Regions from separate parts of the Zea mays genome. Here regions 2, 3 and 4 are each linked to region 1. The links are chromatin contacts, called in public Hi-C maps. All regions are on one chromosome and are shown on one strand. The core of a region is the stretch at or near the end of the contact, and the rest is flanking DNA. Distances in the headings are between cores, read along the strand shown.

What was found. A called contact is a pair of places that touch in the nucleus more often than the background predicts.
Region 2: a contact with region 1 is called in a Hi-C map of leaf, with 6 times the contacts expected there. The contact joins the promoter of LOC100274910 here to the promoter of LOC100275522 in region 1. A contact is called at or near these places in 4 of 25 Hi-C or Micro-C datasets (ear, endosperm, leaf and 1 more).
Region 3: a Hi-C map of leaf shows a contact between it and region 1, with 4 times the contacts expected there. The contact joins the promoter of LOC103649841 here to the promoter of LOC100275522 in region 1. A contact is called at or near these places in 10 of 25 Hi-C or Micro-C datasets (bundle sheath, ear, leaf and 3 more).
Region 4: a contact with region 1 is called in a Hi-C map of bundle sheath, with 6 times the contacts expected there. The contact joins the promoter of LOC100284569 here to the promoter of LOC100275522 in region 1. A contact is called at or near these places in 3 of 25 Hi-C or Micro-C datasets (bundle sheath, ear and leaf).

What each region holds. Positions count from the first base shown.
Region 1 is chr3:22,730,441-22,736,127 of Zm-B73-REFERENCE-NAM-5.0, forward strand. It overlaps LOC100275522, which reads left to right and starts at 1,421. Exons shown (of 1, transcript NM_001149581.2): 1 at 1,421-2,566. The coding sequence starts at 1,499. The coding sequence ends at 1,969.
Region 2 is chr3:22,997,499-23,003,430 of Zm-B73-REFERENCE-NAM-5.0, forward strand. LOC100274910 reads left to right here and starts at 3,127. Exons shown (of 1, transcript NM_001149162.2): 1 at 3,127-4,123. The coding sequence starts at 3,264. The coding sequence ends at 3,716.
Region 3 is chr3:22,452,425-22,458,419 of Zm-B73-REFERENCE-NAM-5.0, forward strand. LOC103649841 reads right to left here and starts at 3,978. Exons shown (of 2, transcript NM_001323508.1): 1 at 3,762-3,978; 2 at 2,043-3,592. The coding sequence starts at 3,378. The coding sequence ends at 2,389.
Region 4 is chr3:23,045,806-23,051,595 of Zm-B73-REFERENCE-NAM-5.0, forward strand. LOC100284569 (metal tolerance protein C3) reads left to right here and starts at 3,617. Exons shown (of 6, transcript NM_001157464.1): 1 at 3,617-3,877. The coding sequence starts at 3,739.

The DNA.
Region 1 (5,687 bases), core at 171-2,670:
CGACACAGGCTGCTAGCGCCTAGCGTAGCGGGACAGCCGCGCTCGGCCGGCACCGGCAGGCACGGCACGAGCGAGCCAAGTTGCCGCGCGCCGCGCGCGAGGGACCAACGAACGGCCGCCGGGCCCAGCGCAACTGCCCGCACCGCACGCACCCAAATCTTCTCGCCCCGCCTGTCAGAGCAGCAGGTGCCGTGCGCCGCTCGGCTTGCATAGACTAGAATATACAGGCTACAGCTGCCACTTTGAAGGCTGGCTGAGGCTAGCTAGGTCATGCAATTAATTCCGGAGCTTGCCGACAGACGGCCCCACCCTGTGTGCACTTAAATACGCTCTAACCGTTTTTTTTCTAACAGGATACGGCAACGGCACCGACGACGGTTTCTTCTTCACTCGTCGCACTCCTACTAAAATGCTCGAGGACCTGTGTACGAGACTACGACTACGAGTACTCCTATACTTCGGTCGATAACAGAGCGCCCGTACGGAGATAGTATTAATAAACTACTGAGATACACTTGCATAGCCATCCATTGACTACGTACGTGCTCACATGCTGAGATTACAGCTCCAGCCTCCGATGCGAGCCGGTGCGCTTCGACTTGTTTACGAGCGTCTCACGATGTCGGCGTGTGTGCCATCGGCGCGGTCGATCGCACGCGATCCGCCACGCCCACCTTCCCCATCCCCCATGTCGCCGGCGTCTCCACGTGATCGCACGCAGGAGCAGGCTGGGATACACAGGCTGCCGGGCCGCGCGGCGCCATGTTCCATGCTCGCCCCGTGCATGCACAGCTGCACGCATCGTGCCCTACCGAACGTAGTACGGTGCGTACCAGCATCACAAGCTTTGGCCCGCCTGCTCGGCGGAAAGGCGACACGCCGGATTCCAGCCGCCCACTGGCCATGAAGGCGCACCACGATCTCACTGTCGCTCTTGCAAGTGGTGCGGTGCAAAAAAAAACATGACGATCGTGGGTCGAGCGCAGGGATGGCTGCTACAAACTTTGTGTTCTATGCTAGTAGCAAAATCATCCGATCGTAAATACACAGCAACAGCCATGTGTGTTTGTGTGACCGTGACAATGAGCTTTGGCAGTCTAATCCATCCACACCAGTTTCCATCACGATCCGGGACTCGCCTAGTCGGCCAGCCTAGGTGCGCTGCACCATGCACATGAAACCCGAGAAGAGAAAGAGAGGTCGGCGCGCGGCGGCTGCGGCTGCGGCGGCCTCTGCAGCCCACTCGCTCGGCCACTGGGGCAGGTCATCACATCAGCAGTCACCACTAACCATGCAGAGACACAGCCCACTTGCCTCGCCGCGCCGCGCTTCTGCCGAACCCAAGCCAGGCGCGGACCGGAGACCCCACCCGCATTCTACTACTACAAAAGGCCGCACGCCCAAACGCCTCGGAGCTCCACCACTCCCAGTCCCAGTCTCCCACCGTCCCACGAAACACACTCAACTCTGCCCCGAAGCGGAGAACCGCCAGCCAGACATGAAGAGAACCAGAGCGCAGCAGCCCAAGGTCGAGGAGCCGCAGGACCTCGCCGCCAACCTAAAGCCGCAGCGCCGGGACAAACAGCCGAGGCAGCCCAAGTCAGGCGCCAAAGCGAAGCCCGCGGCGGGCCCGCGCGTCGCGGCGGCCACGACCCTCGCCGCCGCCGCCGCCGCAGCAGCAGCAGCAGCAAATGCCGCCTCGGCCGCGTCGTCGCCCGGGCCGGAAACGGCTCCGACCGTGCCGGACGTGTGCGTCGGCGGGGACAAGGACGGGGACGCGGACGCGGACGCGAGCGCCGTGGACTGGGACCTCGACGCCGGGCTGAGCGCGGCGGCGTGGTGGACGTGGGGCGTGGACGAGGAGAAGCTGCTCGGCTGGTTCCCCTTCGTGGAGGAGGACTTCCGGTGCGCCGGCGGCGGCGCCGCCGAGGTGGCCGCCTTCGACCACGACATTTGGAGCATCTGGTGAACGAACCTTTGAGAGACAGACAACCGAGCCGGTGGCGATGCTTCTTTCGCTGGTCTTGCTCTGCCCTGCCCCAGGGGTTGGAGGTAGTGTCTTGGTACAGTGACGGGGGAATGCGGGCGGAGGATGTGTAGGCGAGGTTTGCTAGTCGACTAGATAATGCCGCGTGTCTGCAATGGCGCAATTCCAAGCGCGCTCTTCGTTGCTCCATCGATCGCGCAGTGTCTGCCCGGAAGACGTTCTCGATTCATACATAAGAACAACGGCAGCAATTTCAATCAAGCGCATCAGCACCCAAAAACTTGTTTAGCGAAGTACTGTATGCAGGATTTGATAGCTATGTAGAATTGTGCAGGCGGTGTGTGCTACTACGGGATTGCGATTTCAAGTTCACTAGAGCTTGGGCATGTGGGCAAAACGTTGCGAGGCCGAAATGTCGTCCATGTTTCTTCGCCGGTTACTTGGGTGTATAATGCAACTGCCCACACATATTGGAACTGCGCTCTGCGACTCAATCCCGAACAGTTTGGATATTTTAGCTGCTTACTCATTCCTAGAAAGGTCGTACATCCCCCTCCGTTTCAAAATATTATTGTTTTTTATATTTATATTCAAATAGCGGAGCATGAATCTAAACACATATATAAAATAAATATATTAGTTATGGTATGAATCAACTAAAAAGATAAAACCATCATTATTTTCGGACAGAGTGATATTTTTTTGTATACACGTTCGTAAGTATCATTGAATCGACGGTCTAATATATATCTACAACAAGCATATTTAGCTTTCTAAAAACAAATATATTTAGCTATAAATGTTGATAATACTAATTTCAAGTTTAGTCAGACACAATGTGTCTTTCTGGACAAAAGATTGGGTCGCAGGAGGTACTTAACTCTCTGTTCCGCAACCGTTTCTATACCAACACCCAGCAGCTGCTACAGCCTACATGACCATCACGGAGCCTAAAATATTTAAACAATTTCATCAGATTTGGTCACCTTAAATATGGATCAAACACTATGCATCACTCGTAAATAACATTATTTAAAGGGAATTTTAAATCAATCCCCTTGGTTCAGCAACAATGATTAGTTTTATCACTCTCTACTAGAAAAAGTGCTTTAGCTTCGATCATTACTACTAGAAAATAGTAAAAATGAGCAGTGTTAATGAACTACAGGTGCGCAGATTAAAGATGAAATTCATGCTGTCGGCACAAAAAGTAAAAATGAGCAGTGTTAATGAACTACATATGCGCAGATTAAAGATGAAATTCATGCTGTCGGCACAAAAAGAAAAACAAACAAATTTGGGTTCCTTGTCTTCGAGCATCAAATCAGTTTTTTTTTCCTTTCAAGTTTCAACGCCTTTTTTTTGGCAACTAATTATCCCGAGATGACGAGCCTAAATAGCCGTTCTTTGTCGTTTTCTGTTCGGCACAAAGTTTTGTTTGCGTACTGGTTTTATCTTCTGCCCAAAGCATAGCCTGCGGGCTGCGGCTCGAGTCTTGTTGACGCCTTTTCGGAGCGCCAAACATTCAACAAGAACCGTGGCGGTGCCCTCTGCACAGGGGCGGACGGTCCGCGCGCAGGGGCCGGACGGTCCGCGGCCTGGTGCGAGGCGCGGTGATGCTCTCTGCGCAAGGGCGGACTGTCCGCGGCCTAGGGCCGGACGGTCCGCGGCCTGGTGCGCGGCTGGGGCTTCTGCCTGACGGCCGGACGGTCCGCGCCCTAGGGCCGGACGGTCCGCGCGTACGCAGGGACGGCGGAAGATCACCGACGGCGCCTGGATCTCGCTCCCGGGAGGGACCCCGTCGGGGAGTAGAGATCCTAGGTGGTGTCTAGGCTCGGGCTGGCCGACCTAGACTCCTCTAATCGACGTAGAGTCGAGGAGAGGCGAAGAATTTGGGGATTGGATAGCTAAACCTAAACTAGACTAGAACTACTCCTAAGATAAAATGCGAAATAGAAGTTGTATTGATTCGATTGATGATTACAAATCGTCCGTAGACCTCTCTATTTATAGAGGAGGGGGGCTGGACCCTTTACAAACTAATTTCCGAGCTTATCCCATGATTTTAGCCAACAACCATGGCACAATACTCGGAACCCTAATCTGTTCTGCGCACGCGCGGACCGTCCGGCCCCCAGGCGCGGACTGTCCGGACCGCGGACTGTCCGGCCTCAGGGCCGGACCGTCCGCCAGTGCTCAATTACAGTTCAAACATATGCCCCCTTGCCTTTTGGTGGAGCTGGGCGAACCAAAAGCAACTAACTCGATGTACTCACATCGGTTCTCTTAGGCATCTTGCCACATACTAGGATGGTACTGTTTGAGGAAACGCCCATTCAAAGCCTTAGGCAAATCCTTGCCTTGTAATGTTTGTAGCAAATAGGCGTTGCCAGACATCACCTGTTTTACTTTATAAGGACCCTCCCAGCTTGGCGACCATTTTCCAAACTTCCGGTCTTTATTCCTTAGAGGTAAGATGGTCTTCCACACCAGATCTCCTACTTGAAATGACTTTGCTCTGACCTTCTTGTTGTAGGCCCTGGCTACCATAATCTTGTCCTTTTCTATTGCTCCCAAAGCTATCACCCTCTTGTCGGTCACCTCATCAATATTATCCATCATTGAATTATAATAATCAGTGACAGTTAAATCATTTTGTCAAGCGAACCTGACAGCATTCAAACTTATTTCCACAGGCAATACTGCTTCCTGCCCATAGACAAGCTCAAAAGTAGATACTTTAGTAGCACTATGTTTAGATATTCTATGAGCCCATAAAGCTTCGGACAAAATCTTATGCCAATGTTTAGGATTATCAGATATCTTCTTTTTTATCAAATTAATCAATGTCCTATTACTAGACTCGGCCTGTCCATTGGCCTGAGCATAATATGGAGATGAATTAAGCAGCTTAATTCTGTATAATTCAGCAAATTCACGTACCTCCTTTGACATAAAAGAAGTCCCTTGATCTGTAGTCAAGGTCTGGGGAATGCCGAATCTATGAATAATATGCTCAGTTATGAACTCAATTACCTCCTTGTGCCTCATGTTTTTCAGAGCAACGGCTTCAGTCCATTTGGTGAAATAGTCAGTGGCAACTAACACAAACCGATGCCCCTTTGATGATGAAGGATGAATTTCTCCAATAAAGTCTAATCCCCACCCTCTGAACGGCCAAGGCTTGATGATAGGATGCAATTCGGCTGCAGGGACCAACTGTAGGTCGCCGAATTTTTGACACACTTGGCATCCCTTGTAGTACTTGAAACAATCAGCTATCATACTAGGCCAATAAAAACCAGACCTTCGCAACAACCACTTCATCTTTGGAGCCGATTGATGAGTACCACAAATTCCTTCATGTACTTCGGCCATGGCTAATATAGCATCATCTGGGCCCAAGCACTTCAGCAGGACGTCATTGACTGTTCGGCGGTAAAGTTCATCACTCATCAAAACATACTTGAAAGCTGTTCGCCGAATGTTCTTATCTGTCCTGATATTGGGATTTCGTAAATAATTAAGTATAGGCGTCCTCCAATCACTTGCATCGGCTTCATTGTCAGCCGAATCGATTAAGAGAACATTTCTGGTAACCCCGGACGGTCCGGCGTCATCACGCGGACGGTCCGCGGCCTGGGAATTTGGCTTCGCACTGGTTATCAGAATTTCAGTTTTGTGAAATTTCCCTCTCTTT
Region 2 (5,932 bases), core at 1,877-4,376, 270 kb after region 1:
TCTTCTTCTCCCTCCTTTTGGTGCGGGACTCTTCCGATGAAGTGCTCCCTTGGCTTGTAGTGGGCTTTTCGCCGGTCTCCATCTCCTTCTTGGCGTGATCTCCCGACATCACTTCGAGCGGTTAAGCTCTAATGAAGCACCGGGCTCTGATACCAATTGAAAGTCGCCTAGAGGGGGGGTGAATAGGGCGAAACTGAAATTTACAAATATAAACACAACTACAAGCCGGGTTAGCGTTAGTAATAAAGAAACGAGTCCGCGAGAGAGGGTGAAAAACAAATCCCAAGCGAATAAGCAAGTGAGGCACGGAGATTTGTTTTACCGAGGTTCGGTTCTCTCAAACCTACTCCCCGTTGAGGAGGCCACAAAGGCCGGGTCTCTTTCAACCCTTCCCTCTCTCAAACGATCCCTCGGATCGAGTGAGCTTTCTTTTCTCAATCACTTGGAACACAAAGTTCCTACAAGGATCACCACAAGATTGGTGTCTCTTGCCTCAATTACAAGTGAGTTTGATTGCGATGAAAGGATCAAGAAAGCACGATTAAAAAGCCAAGCGACAAGAGCGACAAGTAACACACGGATCACTTCCTCTCTCAAGTCACTAATCACTAATGATCTCTTTTCTCAATTGTGAAACTTGGAGAGGTGGAGGCTTTGAATGTGTCTTTGAATGGAGTGCTAGCTCTTGTATTGAATGTTGAAGGTTGGAATGCTTGGATGATTTGAATGGAGGTGGTTGGGGTGGTATTTATAGCCACCAACCACTTCCTAGCCGTTGGGCCTTTCTGCTGAGCGCGGACGGTCCGCCCTCCTGGTGCGGACGGTCCGCCCCTGTAGATCAACGGCTGAAAATGCAACGGTCAGCAGTAACGGCTATATCAACGGCTATATTGCATTTAATGCGTCGTCAGATGTCAGACAGAGCCAGTCGCGGACGGTCCGGTCGTGCACCCCGGACGGTCCGCGAGGCCCTCTATAATTCATTTCTCCGAACCCGTCACCTTCGGGTTTTTCGGTTTCTTACCGACCGGACGGTCCGCGCCTGAGGCCGGACGGTCCGCGCGAGGGCTCGGACGGTCTTTGCTTTTCCTACGGACAGTCTGTAGTGGAAACTTGTGTTTTTGTATTGGTTCTGTCCGAGGGTCATCCTTGTGTCGCGGACGGTCCGCCGCAAAGGCCCGGACGGTCCGCGCTTGGCCTGTTTTTCCAAAAAGCTTCTCCTGTCCGGAATAATCTACGGTATTCCGGTCAGTCGAATTAGTATAGTTGTAGATGAACCTTTGGCACCTGTAGAACATACAATCTAGAGCAAACTAGTTAGTCCAATTATTTGTGTTGGGCAATTCAACCACCAAAATAATTTAGGAACTAGGTGTAAGCCTAATTCCCTTTCACCATGAGTGCGTCGTAGGGCAAGTGACGTGCAGGCCATTAATGTGTCGCGGTCCCGGGAGCTCGTAGGTCATGAATGTGTATTTGACCCGAGGGGTTATGAGTGGGAAGTGGATCGGCGCCCGCGCTATGGCTCAGTGCCAAGCATGGTTAAATGTGGTCGGCTATTTATGATAGGCCAGTCTAAGGCCAGACGCGTGATCCACTCGAGTGATTCCCTTTCGACAAGCTCGTCCCCTCCCATCTAGTTCCGTCACGCCCGACCTTGGGCTCGATGGCGCGAGGTTCGACCGGGGGTGGACTCTTTCAGGGTTGACGTATCCACCTCTCTCAACTGACCAACGACCCCAACGATCAAGGGCTCTTTCCTCATTGCACTATCTAACTGGCAGGTCCTAGAGACCAGGGATCATTTCCTCGATAAGTGTAATCCCCGAGTCAATTACCAATGGAAGTCCTTTATCTTAGCTACGTTCCGTTTTAGCACTTTGATAATTGTGAAGTCAATGAATATGTTGGTGTCTTCGACATCTGTTTCTTGTAAGTCTAATACCCTTTATGTTATTATTAGAGCATTGTGCAATGGTATTTTATCTATGTAATCGTTGTGTATGTGAGTTCTTATCCTTCCACGTACATAGTTCACATTCGGTTTGACTTCTGAAACCGGGTGTGACACACAAGCTATATGCTAGTGAGGGCAAGGGGGAGGGAAGGGTTGAAAGATAAGGGATAATGCAAATAATATTGTCCATTGGATTTATGTGAGTAAGGGAGAGTGAGTTATCCAACGATCTGAACCATTGGTTTTGATGGTCTGTTAAGCCTAAGTGCAATTTATTTGGTGGATTTAACCATGCACGAGTATAGGGACGTGCTCACGCACATAGCCATGGTGTTGACCATGGAGGCGGAGCGACTAGACGTGCCCTTCTAGTTTAACCTAGTCGTATCCCGGTTGGAGGCGCTGGACATGGAGTAGCTCCAAGTGAAGACATGTGAGGTGCGGGCCATGAGCTTATGACCTCCAGTCTATAGCTGCACTACCTCCTAGCCTCCCCTGACGACTCTGGCAAGGATGGCTGCCACCAACAGAGCAACGACATCGACAGTTATCAACGACACCTGAGCCTAGAGACCAGTGTGTCCCGTCGATGTCGTGCGCGGACACGTTCCTATGTGCGATGTGGGGCCTATCACCCAAAGTGGTGGTGGTGGTTACAAAATAGAGTCGTGGCACAACGTCGCGACGATGATGAAGCGGTTCGTGGAGGCGCTAAACTACTACGTGCATCGTCTGGTGGTGCAAACCTTTAGGGCTTGTTTGGGACAAAGGGTAATGGAGGGAATTGAGGGGGCTATAATCCCTCACTATTCAAAATTAAGTAGTGAGGGATTTTAGCCCCCTCAATCCACTCCATTACCTTTGATCCCAAACAAACCCTTAATGGACTAATAGATACTCCCTCCGTTTCTTTTTATTTGTCGCTGGATAGTGCAAAATTGCACTATGCAGCGACAAATAAAAAGAAACGGAGGGAGTATCTTTAATGGGGTAATTTCTTCATGCTACCCATCTCCAATTCTCACTTATGCTACCTCTGTCGACAACTATTCTTTTTTAGACCGTAGTGTTAGCTAGAACTATATAACAGTGTGCATAAACAATTGGCCCATCGTATAAAAAGAAGACCACTCCATCGCCCGGAGAAGTTTCAAAGAAAAAGAACATATTTCCGCATAATTGCTCTTTCCGCCTTATAAACCAGCGGTCCTTTTTCTTTTCTTCGAAAACACTCCTCTAAGCCACCAAACACTTGCTATGCCCGCTCCTCCCCGCGCACTGCTCAGCACGCCGTGCCCGTGAGACCATGGACGCGAGCGCGGCCACCGCCAGGCGCAAGCGCAAGCGCCCCGACGCCGACATCACCGGCGACGCCGACGCCGCCGCCGCCGCTGCCGCTGCCGCCGCCCCGGTCGCCGTCGACGAGGCCTCGGACGCCGAGGTCGAGGAGTTCTACGCCATCCTGCGGCGCATCCGCGACGCCTCCCGCCGGCTGTGCGGCGCCGGCGCCCGGCCCGCCCCGCGCGCGCCGGCGTGGCGGCCCAGCTTCTCCTGGGAGGACTTCGCGACCCCGGCCCCTGGCGCGCCGGCGCCTGAGACCCCGACCCCCACGCAGCAGGAGCCGGCGCAGCCGCGGCCCGACGAGCCTGTAGCCGTCGTCCGCGCTACCGCCCCGTCGCCGCGTGCCGGGCTGGACCTGAACGCGGAGCCGGAGCCGGAGGCGCCGGCCACCCCTCGCTCGGCGCGCGTCCAGGCGTAGCGTAGCGTAGCGCGCGGCGCATCGTCACCTGCCTCCTGCACCGCGCCAGCCAAGGAGAGCCGTAGCGTGGGGCCGTTGGGCGTGCGCGTCAGCTCGGCTGCTGCTGGGAGGTGGCTGGCCCGGTGAGTCGGTGATGTCATGTCAGCCGAGAGCCGACGGTGGTCGCAATCGTCCGCGGGCGGCACAGCACAGCACACACAGTGCGTACCTTCCCCTCGGTGAATTACTGATCCGAATCCCCATCATGTAATCGTAATTTTTTTAGTGGCTCTCTTTGGTGCGCTGCTCCGTGTGGACAGGTGAGACTGGTTCGTTGCTTTGGTTGCAGGAAAATACCTTTTAATCGGAGCAGTTGATGTACCGTCCGAAAAAATGACGTGTTTAACTATTCGTTGCGTTTTATGTATTATTTTTAACCTATGACTGCTAACGATGGCATGTTTATTAGTTTTATGTATACAGTATTATATTAATGATATATACTATTAATATAGCATAGCTTTTGGACTTGAATGGATCTGTCCGTTCGCACACATATTATTGTAGCACATTTCTTCTGTGATGAACAAACTGTAATTCTTTTTCTTACCGATTTGGAAGGTTAATTAATTAGGATAGTGTTTCGTAAAAAAGAAGAGTACCTCTGTTGTCATAGCATCTTCATGAGTACCCAATAAAAATTTGCAGCATATATATTTTTGGACTAAAAAGCATCGTCAACAATTACCAATCCCACCTGCTACTATCTTGTAGCGCTGGAAAAACTCCCCCCCCCCTCCCCCCCCTGATCCGCGGATAATTTTGTGGACTTTTTATTTTGTCGCGCTCGCGCATGCAGTATTTCATTTATTTTTTACTTGGTGAATCGTAACCCGTCGGCCGTCCATGTGTACAAGGCTTACTGTACGAGCTGTTGACTTTGTAGGCACACGTTTTGAGTGCGCCGCTGCCGCCGTTCCATTTCCCTTCACAAAAAAGCAAGTTGATATTGCTACTGATAGGCGAGCCAACTTTGATTGCTAACCATCGGACAGCACCAGGGAAGGACAAATGTATTCCGACGCTGTACGTAAATAATTGAGAAAGAACCATTCATTACCTTGGTTGTATGGTCAAGTCAAAGCAAGTATATGATGACACATTGTCATCGTGGCCCCGAATACAGTATATAGTAGCTCTTGACCAGACATGGAGCCTAAAGCACGCAATCAGTTGCTTGTTGGAGCGATCGATCTACGTCAAGATTATTGGCAAATCAAGTCTAGAGCCCGACCATCTCGATCTGTGTACGAAGCATCACAGATTCACGACTTCCGTTTCGGTACTACGCGGGTACGTACGCTCTAGGCGTGTGAACCCAGGAGACCGGCCGGGGACCTAGCGCGAGTGGGGGCAGGGCTAGGTTTGAACGCACATGGCGTAGCGTTTAATTAGACGCGCAGTAGAGCAACGGGGAACGGAAGCTCAGTGTGGTCGTGTTCGTGTGGACGGACCGGACCGCGCATGCCATGCACTGCACTGCACAGCGCCAGCTGCGTCGTCTGTGCGCTGTGCTGTGCCTGCGTGCACGCGTCGCACGGTTCGCCCCCGCACGGCACCACCGCACCATGTGCTACCTACTGGTAGCAGAGCAGAAGGCACTAGGCAGATATTGTAGACTTGGATAGCAGTAGACGCAGCAAAAAGGTCGTCGGGCACGCACATGGTGGCCCGGCGCCGGTACCTGTCTGTCTGCTCTAGTGCTTGCTAGTACGTACTGTATGTGGACAGCTGCCATGGCCGACGCCAGCAGGCACACGTCGCCGCGTGACGCCAGGTGCGTGCGTGCGTGCGTGCGCGATGGACATATGTGGTGGACTGGTGGTGGTGGACACACTTGGTTTGGTGCCAAGCGGGGCCGAGACCGTGATGCATGCCTGAGGTGACTCTCAGGTGAGGTGTACGTGTGGGGTGCGGGCCGTGCTCTGCGCCCCGCCCCGTGTCCCGTCTGCTGGGTCGGGTGGCTGTTGGGTCGCCGGCCGCCGGATATTTTAATGCGACCGAGTGGACCGCGTCGCCGACTCGCCGTAGCCGCCTAGAGGACAGCAGACAGATACTCGTCGAGTTCTCGAATCGTTTTCTGTGACTTGGACGCAGGAAACACGAGGGAGAGCGGTCTCGCTAGACAGACACCATGGGGATCGCACACGTGACACGACACGGTACGGTACGGTGGA
Region 3 (5,995 bases), core at 2,728-5,227, 280 kb before region 1:
GTTCACGTTCAGCATTGTAAGATCACACGTGTGTTCTTCGTACTATCATTTTTTCTGTATTAAAATATATCTGGCAAAAAAACCTAATATTGAAACATGTAATATCCATTCTAGTCTCGAAACAAAACACATGTTAACTACAGTAAGCGCTGGCCTGTGTGTGTGCAACAACAGGCAACAGCAGCCAACATCGCTGCACGAAGCACAAACGCAGCGCAGCCCCCACACAGTGGCGCCACGCTCATCGCGTGCTACTCCAATGGCTCCGTCCCGTTGATAGACGGCCGGCCCCGACCTCACCTCCGCCACCCACCCCACCCCCAACCGCGCAGCCGCATTCACTTTCCCAGCGACAGCGAGTTCAGTCCCACCAGCTCCCCCTTGGCGTCCTCGCGTGGCCCCCGGTCCAGCCCAGTCAGCAGTGCAGTCTTAGACACGCCGGCCGCAGCCCTCAGGCAAACGCAAGTATGCAGTGCAAAGCGTCGTAGACGCATCATTTTGTCCGGCGGAGAGCGCTTTGCGGAAAGCCTCAAAACAGAAACGGTAGGGGTGGTACGCACGGCCGGCGGCGGCAGGCTCGACGGGGGGAGGGAGGGGTTGGGAAAAAAACGAAGACTAAACGTCCGCATCGTGGCGTACAGCGTGCCGCCGTGCGTGTACCACCGTCCGCACGCCTGGTCCTAGAATAGGATAGCCACTCCCACCCGTCGTGTACTCGTGCCACGCCGGGGATGCATGGCATGGTATGGTATCCCGTCGGATAGGCGGATAGCGCCACGCCACGCCACGCCACCGCGGCAGCCGGAATCGAGGCACCTCCTCTCTTTTTCCGTCCACCCCCCAACTTGCGGCTGCGCGCGGGGTCCCGGCCCGATTCGAACCGAGCCACAAGATGCGGCCTCATCGGGAACCTTATCTCCAGCGCGCGCGGGAGAGGCACCTGCGCCGCGCGCGCGCCACACACGCACGCACCGGCAAAGGTCCGGTCCCCGTGCCCGCGCGCCGCGCCAAGGATGGTGGCGTGCCGCTTGCCCCGCCCCGTAGGACGAGAGCGAGGCAGCGGGCCAAAAGCGCGCCGAGTGGATACGTCCCCGGCCGGGTGTAGAGAGAGAGTGAGCCAGCAGAGCTGCAGAGGAGGGTGATGAGGTGGTCTGGTCCGTATCCGCGCGTACTCGCTCGCTCGTCTCTCTCTCTCTCTGTGCATGTGGGGTTCCCGGCGGTCTACTTGCGCGGGGACTCGTGAGCGCAATGCCGCCGGCTGCGGCTGTCCAGCGGCAGTGCAGCGGTGGCCGAAAGGACATCTCGGATGCGACAAGCGCGCGGCATGGGTGGCGCGGAGCCCACGCCGAGTCACGCAGCTCTCGCCGCGCCGGGGGGGCAGTCTGGACTCGCTGCAGAAGGCAGGTGCTTGCCTTGGGTGTCCACTGTCCGGTCACAATCAGACTAGCACTAAACAAAACACTGAGAAGGTGCAACGATGCAGCGGATATAATTGGTTACTCCCAAGTGTGTCCACACAATTACACACCCCGCGCCCGTGCACAAACGATTTCCTACGAAATCACAACGAACGGGAACAGTTGAATATTATCAAATCAAATATATCTATTTCGGATTGGATAGTATCTTAACTTTGCCTAATTAAAGATAAAAAATACTCATATTTATAGTATCAAGTAAATTGTATTAGATTAGTTGTAAAAAATATATTATTTCCGTAACAAATCAGTATAGGAACATATGAATATTATACATCCACTTGAACATAACTCAGCCTGCAGGTATACTGTTGTTTTTGGACGGACGGACTACTCTAGATTATAGAATATCAACATGTTGTTTACTGTTCCGCACTGCCCAAAAAAGGAATCTTTGATTATCACGACGATCACGGCATAAGCATCCACCCGCATTAGTCAAACGACACTACGCAGCACGACCTACGTTCCGGGATCGCACCATCGAAGAGTCCACCACAAGCTCGGAACCACATCAGCATTCGAACCAAACACAGTAAATAAAGGCGAATGCGCGCACAGCTACCACGAAACTTATTTTTTTCCCTTTCATTGCTTAATAGTAACAGCTCAATGAACTTGTCCACTACAATGTCTTTGACAAGCATTACCAATTACCAAATAACAAAGCAAACACTTAGGCACTATACCTTAAACCTTAAACATAATATAACCTACCAAAATTACCTCTTCTCTCCGGCCGCTAATGGTGGTGTGTTCGGCAAAGAGGAAATCTCCTGGGCACGAGCAGATCCAACTTGCCCGGGGAAAAAACCCAAGATATCTCATCTCCCCTTTCCAAGCACACTCTCAGGGGCTCGTTTATGAAACCAAACAACCCTAACATATCAAGGGCACACTCCCTTTTAATTCACACGCAGAAATCAACGGTTTGCAGGAAGTCGTCCATGCCGCGGCCGAGGTCGCAGCCGGGCATCTCCGGGAAGACGTCGTTGATGTCGTCGAGGTCGAGGTCGATCTCCATCTCCTCGTCCCCGAAGTCCCCGAGCAGGAGGTCATGTTCGTCGTCCAGGCCGAAGTCCGCATCGGAGAGATCCAGAGCGTCCAGCCCGGCGCGGAAGTCCAGCGGGTCGATGTCGGGCAGCTGCAGGCCGCGCAGAAGGTCCTGGTAGAACTCTGGGTCCTCCGGCAGCTGCGCTGAGTCGGTCGACGGCCGGGCGGGCGTCGCCTCTGGGGACTGCGTGTTCCGCGCTTCCTTGCTCGGTTCAAGCACGGACGACGGCGACGGGTGCGCGAATGGAGCGGTCGAGGCGGACGACGAGGAGGAAGCCGTCGGGGTGCTGCCGCTTGCCGGAGTGTCTGCTGAGGACGCGGCCACGGGCAGCCCGCGGCGGCGCCGCTTCTCGTCGGCGAAGCTCCGGGAGGCGGACAGGTAGGCCGCGGAGGCCGCGCCAGCGGTGTCGAAGGTGCCAAGCCACTGCCTCTTGCCGGTGAACGGGTTGCGGATCTCCGCCGCCCACTTGCCCCACTTGCGGAGCCTCACTCCGCGGTAGCGCTCCGGCGCCCCGCCGCTGGTGCACGCGGCGACAGCGGCCGCCGCCGGGAGAACCGGCTTGGCTGGGGCCTTGCCGATGAAGGCCTCAAAAGAGAAGCGCTTGGTCCTTGATGGGGTGCCGCCGGCCTCCTCGTCGTCCGAGTCGGAGTCCGAGTCCGTGGCGTCGGGGTCCTCAAATAGGACACGGACGCGGCGCCTCGGCTGGACCGGCGCCGGCAGCTGCTGCGTCCGGGACTTCAAGAGGGCAGCAGAGGGTTTAAGGCCAAACTCAGACATCTTCTTAGCGTTGGGCTTCTTCGCCAGGGCCTTCTTGAGGAGAACCTGTTGCTGGTTCAACGGAGACATCTCTCTTCTATCTCTTCCGACGGGGAGAACTCCAAAACTTGTCGCCAAAATTGCCAAAAACTATGGGGGAAAACTTCTAAAGAAAAACAAGAAACTCTGGGTGCAAAAAAAATGACGGAGACGAGCGCAAATCGGCCGAATCCGTCAATCTCCTCTACAGAAGCCGCACGGCCTTATGTGGAGGAATCCGGAATACTTCACCCCGAACCCGTCCCTGCCATCACAAGTGATTTTTTTTTTGTCAAAACCCCATGGAAAGAACAGCCAAGAAATCACCAGATCTGGACGAACAGGGCCATAGAACCCGGTCAAAACCACCCAGATCGATGAAAGAATGAACCTTTTGCGGGTGAAATTGAAAGGAAAAGAAAAAAGGCACGGACCTGAGCATCGACGAGGATTTGTTCCAGCCGTTGAGCCCCTTGCGCATAGATCGGCCAGAGCAAGCGAGGGCGCGGAGGATGACGGCGAAGACGGCGATGATGAGCGCTACGACCACCAGATCGGAAAAGGGGCAAGAAGACATATACGAGAGTTGTCTGCTTCTTCTTCTCCGACGCCGGCGCCGTCGTCGTCGCCTCCGGCCTCCCTTACACGCGCTTAAACCCCAACCCAAAGCGGCGAGAGGAGCGAAAGGGGTTGGCCACGCCTCGTCCGACGATATTTAATCCCCTTCCCCATCCACGACGTAGTGCCCGCCGCACCACGCGAGACCTCGCGTCACGCGTCCGGATTCAGCTTCCCACACTGCCATATGGGCCCAAGCTAATCTTGGACCCGTGCGTCATTGAAGATTATCGGCTTAACGGAAAAGGAGGAAAGGACGGCCGCAATTTCCTGGCGCTGAGAACGTACACATGGATCTGCCAATGCTGTGTTGTCAAGCACACAGTGACTTGTGGACCCAAGGTACGGTTGGCCCCACAGTCAGTGTACAACGTGCTGGTTGCCTAGTAGTAAAGAACTATTCCGTGCCATGACCTCATGCATGGTCAGATTTTAACTGACATGTGGGTCCCTGTATTTTTGTCCCCACCCATCATCGAAACGGGGGGTGGAATGAAGTGGCGATTGTGTTTTGCTAGGGCTGTGGGAAACCATTTTTTTTTGCATTTTAATTTTTTACTAAAAGAATATACGTTTGGTTTTATAAAGGATGTAATATGATTCTTTGAATCTTTTTTAGACGCCATAAGTCATGGTACGACGCTGGTGACTTATGGCGGCGACGTAAAGTGTTGGGTGTCTTCTTTTCCGACAAAAGTTTTCAACAAAAACATCTTCGGTAAAATGGTACATAAGTCTACTTTTTTTCTGCCGAAAATTCTCAAGACAGACTTAATGTAGAATCAACATAGTCAAATGTCAAAGCTACCATTTAGTTTCTGTTCAAGTCAAGCAGAAGAAGAAAAGACCAGATAGACCTTGTTAATCTAGGTTGTCTCTAGATGAATGTTGAGGGTCGTGAATGTAATTTCCCCTGGGATGCGTCCCGTGCCTATAAATAGATGAACAATAACACCCTACTGTTCACGCTGAATTGTAATCACTCGCTCGCATCTTCACCTTCGAGCAAGCCGAATGTATCAATATAACGTGAATTTTATTGATATTTATACATGTTTTACGGAGTACAAGTATGAATGTATTAAAGAGTAATCATCAATGTATTTATCTCTTTACATTTTTATTTATTTATGATATGATGAAGGCATGTCCTTCATGGCCTTCGTCCGATGATCATTGAATCCAAGAGGAAACAATGTTTCGGAGGACGAAGGTCTTTAATCCCTAGCGACTGTGTTGCCTTGTTCTTAATTCACAGCATTCGAGAACAAGTGACCAACATTGGTGCCCACCTCCGGAGAACTCACTTCCACGACCACGACAATGGCTTCGCAAGGTGATCAAGTTGTGACACCTTCGGCTACGAAGCTGGTGCTCCCAATCACGGAGGTTCAAGTTCTGAGCCAGCTAACAAGAAGCAGAAGAAGGAAGCACAGAGAATGGTACAACATGTTGGAGTATAAGGACCCTTCATCAAATCCAAATGGTCACACATTACAATCACCTTCTCTCAGGAAGACCTCAGCTCAAAGACTATCCCCATAACGATGCAATGGTCATATCTTGTGTTATCAAAGGGTTTCTGGTTCACAATGTCCTTGTCGATACAGGCAGCGTAGCAGATATCATCTTCGCAAAAGCCTTCAGGCAGATGCAAGAGCAAGATGATAAGATACATGATGCAACACATCCCCTCTGTGGCTTTGGAGGAAGGTAGATAGTGGCACTTGGCAAGATAACAATGCCGATTACCTACGGCTATGTTCACCATACAAGGACAGAGCAAGTCGTCTTTGAGATTGTTGATATGGAGTATCCATATAATGCAATCATTGGGCGAGGAACATTAAACGTCTTCGAAGCAATACTTCATCCATCATATCTATGCATGAAGATACCATCAGACCAAGGCCCCATAGTTGTGCATGGGAGTCAAGAGGCTGCTAGAAGGGCCGAAGGGAACTGGATAGATTCAAAGGCTATTCATAACATAGATGAAGCAGAAGCTCATCAACAGTACAAGCACAAAAGAGATAAAGCTACCTCCGTA
Region 4 (5,790 bases), core at 2,367-4,866, 320 kb after region 1:
GTTGATCTGAAGTCAACTAATGGCTCCAAATGACGAATGGTATTCATGAGCCCCTGAAGAAGCCTTATGGATAAAATAGTGTTGTGCGTGTTAGTCTAAATCTTAATGATTGACTGTGCATTTGGTAATAATAACAATAAGTTTGCAGAATTGTAACCATGAAGCAACTTGTTGTTGCGTGTCTCGCTGGATGTTGAGACTAACCCTTCATGTGAAGGACAAATATGTAGTATTCATGCCACTACATTAATCTAAGTCCAAAGCTCACTGCATAAAACCCCTATCTGTAATGTGCGTAAGATTTCCCAAATAAATCACCACAATAGCATACATTGGCCACAACTGGATGATTGTGGTTGGGGATTTTATATGTATGTTTTTAGAACATCTCGGCATTAGGGGGAGGAATGCCCATATAGTGTAATGCCTCAATATTCTATTAAACGCACAAAAGTCAAACTGAATATGTCGTTCGGTGTGTACTCCTGTGTATATGGAGTTTGCCAGAAATCGTTGAGGAGTAACCATATTGGTCTGAATGCTTCTACCTGATGTAGATGTGGATATACCCGGGATTAATATAATATCCACATTTGACTTATTGACATTTGATCTATTCTCGGGGACGCCTGCGAATATGATCCATTGGTCTTAGTCAAAGCATATGTTCTGATTGCAGATTCACGTGGTCTGTAATAACTCTCCTCCGATGAACTCGCCCTGCTGGTGATTTGCCTCACGAAGAGGTTCATCTTGATGATGAAGTTCCTAGCAATGCGCGCAATATCATTGTGCTGGGAATATGGAACAATGAATCTTTCGTTTTGGGAAATAACGGAGATCATTATTAAATGTGGGATACAAATGTGTCGACACCTATCTTGCCTTTATAGATTGCAAAGGGATCCAAAACAAAGTCCTAGGCATGAGTGCTTGAAGCTCTCTTATCGGGTCAATGATAAATGCAATCGAGGCTGAACCAATAATCGCAAAATGAAAGTCACGAGCTTGAATTTCGGACATTTATGGGCACTATTGAAATAATGTGTGGTGAATGCGATGGTTCAAGTGGTCTTGTGAGAGACCCATCCCACGTATGTGTTGAATAAACACTGTTCCGCTATGTAATATATCTGGCAAATGGCATGAATTAAAATATGCAGTTAATAGGATTCTGAAGATCCGTCATGAGATCCTAGAAGGACTCATATATTTGAATTATAAATATGCAACATATAAATCTCATACCGAATAATACATTCCTGATGAATGATCACTCTCCTATGTAGGGAGAATATCTCCTAGTTGAGACTATCGTTCCCAGATGGAACCTATCCAGAAGAAACAAAGTCTGTGTTGAACACCAAAGTTTGATAATCTCTGTAAAGGGATAAAGACCCATACAGACCCGAAAAGGAATAAGATGAGGTACCAAAGGACTTGAAGTTCACCGAATAAGCACATGTGCATTCCATGAGTTTTACTCATGGTAATTTCCACTAGATGTGGAATTACGGTATCCTCAAAGCCCTGATGACAGAAACCTATAAGGTTTAGGTGTTACTAGCAAAATATCCCCATTGTGCTAGAATGACAGACTATAACGATGTATCTGATCGATGAAAAATCCCTGATGGATTACGATCTTAGATGGACTTTTGTTACACCATCATAGATGTTGCAATGGATGAACGCCTCAAGCGATGTATCATATTTAGAATATGTACTATTGCAACTATATTATCCCCTAAGTCCTATTGAAGGACATGTTATTTGCTTTGCACAACTATGTATAAATTGTGGTGTAAGATAGAAAATGATAGCACCCCAACCTCATTCATTCTCGTTATTCCAGATGAACAATGAGACATATATCTTGAAGAATATGCTTGAGTTATGAAGGATAAAGACTTTGACAGATGTCATCGTCAGGGGGAGCGAATGCTTATATTGATCACAACCGTGAGACAATAAATGTCATATTCTATGCCCTGAAGGCGTGAGCTTGATGATCAATATGTGAACCTTTATAAAACTTTCTATCAAATATATAGATCTAGTCGATCGAACACCATCAGTCAAAGTGGCTTATTTATATTGATACGTGCACTTACCTCGTATATCCTAGAAGTGAGTAGAGGTAAAGTTCCTGAAATAGTCCTTGCAAGGATATGCAATCCGTTTGCTGAATCTTTATGTGCATATACTTCCAGAAGAATATGTTTTGCCTTATTGATACGATTTTGCAAGGATCAGGGGAGCACATTTCTAAAGTTAGCCCTTGTAGAAGATTCGATAGAATCTAGATCCCAAAGGATCGAAATCTGTCCCGATGACAGTTGTTGTACTCTTTTTTCCCTTGGTGAGTTTTCTTGAAGTTTCTCACATGAGGTTTTTAACGAGGCAACAAAATGCAAATGCAATTTGTATCACCATGCACTCTTTCTCCATATTTTTCCCACTGGGTTTTTCGGAGTTTTAACGAGGCATGTGTTGGTCGCGGTATTCGCCCAAGGGGGAGTGTTAAGTAACCCTAGTTAGGGTTATGTGGGCAAATACCTGCTTTGCCCCTGAGGGGTCTCACATCTCTATATAAGGAACATGTACACCCCTCATAATACATAGAATAGAAAGATGCCAGAGGCCCAACCCTACATCATGTGTCTTGTGTGCTCTCTGTCGTGCTTATGGGAAGGGAGACGGGTACTCTACAGCTTCTTACGCCTCTACTGCTGACGGGAGGGAAGGGAGCGGATCTGGTGATCCGTGGTGACGTAGTTCTCAACAGTCCCATCTCTCCGCATCAGCTCCCACTTCGGGTGTGCCGCGTCGGCCACTCCAACGTGTACCGCTCTACCGCCGTGTCGTCTTGTCAGTGTCCCCGTGCCCGCACCGCATGCAGACATGGCCTGCTACTGCTAGGCCGGAGTCTGCGACCTGACCGCGCGCCGCCGGCTGATGGAGGAGTGAGCTGACCTGACCCAAGCCCTGTCGTGACTCGACAAATTTTAAAGACTGTGCAACAAAGGTGACTCGACGGGCGCTAACGCACAAGTTTTTAAAAGCGAGGCATGCATGCACCAAATCTTTCAAGCCGTCACGACCCCCAACCGCGCCACTTCCCCCTGCCCAGCCTCTCACATCCGCGCTCGATCTCTCGGATAAAAGAAGAGAATCTATATAGTGCAAACTAACCCCTCCGTGTAAATATATATAGTGCAAACTTCTAATTTAAATCACATGATTCTGATAAGGGGGCGTGCGGGGGTGTGAGAGGGGAGATTTAAAAAAATGTGATTAGCAGTGGATAGTTACGTGTAAAATTATCAAGCCCCTGTAGCGATTAATATCATGTGACCTAAATTAGAAGTTTTATAATTGCACGGAGGAGTTGGTTTATACCAGATATGTTCAACACAAGGGTCGTGTGGAAAGCAACAACGGACGAGGCGACGTACGCGCGCGCGGCCGGCGCGCACCTCGCCGTCCCAGCCACCTGCCGTTGTGCATGCGCTCTCAATCTCTGATCTAGTCATCTGATCTGTGCGGGAGTGTGGCCGCCACCACCACGACCACCACCATAACTGCTCATCTATATATAAAACACCCCCACCACACCGTTCTCCCCCACTGTCCTGCCGCCGTCCGATCCTGTGGTTGCGCCGACTCTCTGGCCGCGCTAGTCCCCATTCCTTCATCCGACGAATCTACCCTCGATCGGATCCTCTGGCCGGCGGCATGGGCGACGACGACGACCACAATGAGGGGCTGAGGGCGGGGCCGACGGCGTCGTGGCGGCTCAACGTCAGCGACTTCCACATGCCGGAGCGGCCCAAGGAGCCGCCCTTCGTCGCCAGGGTCTTCCTCCGCAGCCACGGTACGTACGGGCACCTCCGTCCAACTCGATCCGAGATCCTGCAGAAGTGCAGATCAATCGTGTCTCTTGTTTTTTTTTCCTTTCCATTTGCTATACACATGCAACTCCGCTGCGGGTTTTGTGGTAACTGATACGACCTGATTGGCGGCGGAAACTGCTAAGAGTACTACTAGGCACGATTTTTTTTTTGCCTCTTTTTAGTGATCTTAGATTATATAGTTAACTCCAAGATAATACCACCCGAACGAAAAAGATCGCCATGGCAAACCAACCACGATGATATAACAGCAACAAACAAAAGCGGTGCTTAGTGGAGTCCCATGTGGACCCTATAATTGTATGGACCTTTTAATCATCTTTTTTTTTCGTCCTCTGCATGGCGCTGCTGCATGCTGCTTGCACACACTTATTGCAAAGTACCGAAGTGGCGATAGTTACATACTTCTAGTGTATTCAAATTGCTGTCACGAAGGCAATGGCCCGTATTGGTTTCCTCGAGCTAGCACATTTTCTGGTGAAAAAAAAACTAGCTAGCGTTTTGGTAGAAAACACGTGAATTACGAAGAACTTTGATGCTGTAATGAATGGCGTAACAGTGCACATCATACAGTAATTACAACTTAGAAAATACAGAACTGAAGTATAGAACAAAACATAGCTTCTAAAAAGAGAAAAATCAAGAAATACCAGTGCTATAATTAATGATCGAAACAAGTGCATATCATACTTTCATATTGAACTCGATCAGAAACTCATGAATTGCAGTACGTAGTATAGATCAAAACATAATTATCAAACAGACAAAAGCAAAAGAACATTGATGCTAATGAAATAATTGCAGATTGTACCATATCCGTGACTATCAGCTATAAAAAATAACCCCAACAAACATCGTTCTGCTACAGTATTAAGTGCAAGCAAAACCCTACAGTTTCAACTCACACTATATATCGTATGCATTGCAACATCGCGCGCGGCGCAGCAAATTGTAAGTATTAAATAGAAATGTAGTTGCAAAATAATAATAAAAAATAGTTCGATAGCAACCTCCATGCATGCATGTTTGCACGAATTCTGTCTCGAGAAAGTAGTCTTAATCAGAGTAGAGTAAGACTTAGAGTGAAGCGTAGTTAAAAAAAAACAGTCCAGTAACTGCATGTGCTTACGTACCCTAGTTCGTTCGTTGTTCCAGACTGGAAGGCGTTTCGGTTGAAGCCTAGCTAGTCTCGGTCTTGTCGTGGACACGGTCGAGGGCATCTATGCGGGAACGTTCCTTTTGAGCTTGACGACAATCACAAGGCGACGTCGTCGCTTGGACAAGTCCAATCGCGCTACTGCCACTCTGTTGGCATAAATAAATATATACAAACGAACGACAACAACTGTTTTGGCCTTCGTTTCAAACGAAGGAAGAAGAAGAAAGTTTTTGGCCTGCTCTGCCTGTGATGATCCACGTACGTACGTAGTACACAGCACGCCCTCTGATGATTCACGTTTCGTGCTGGTAAAAGATGCTAGGAGTCAAGGACTGATCCGTATAAAATACTGAAAGCTTTCATGCAGCTGGACTATTCAGCCATGGAAACGTGTATTGCTGAGTGCACGAAGTCCTGATACGTACTTATCGTCCCGTTGCTTTGCAACAAAGTATAGTTAATGTGACTTCAGAAAAAAAAACTTTACTCGCGCTCGTATTCCCTCTAACCTCACATTAGGGCGTCCGCAATGACTATCTCAACTAGCTAGCTGATGTAGAGCGAGAGTGGATCTAACTAGTGAAATAGCTAGCTATTGGGGACACCTTTATAAGGGCGTCCGCAATGGTTGTCTCAAATAGCTAGCTGATGTGGAGCTCGGAGAATAATAAAAATAGTAATTTAACTCACCACTAGTACTTGGTCCTACACGTAATA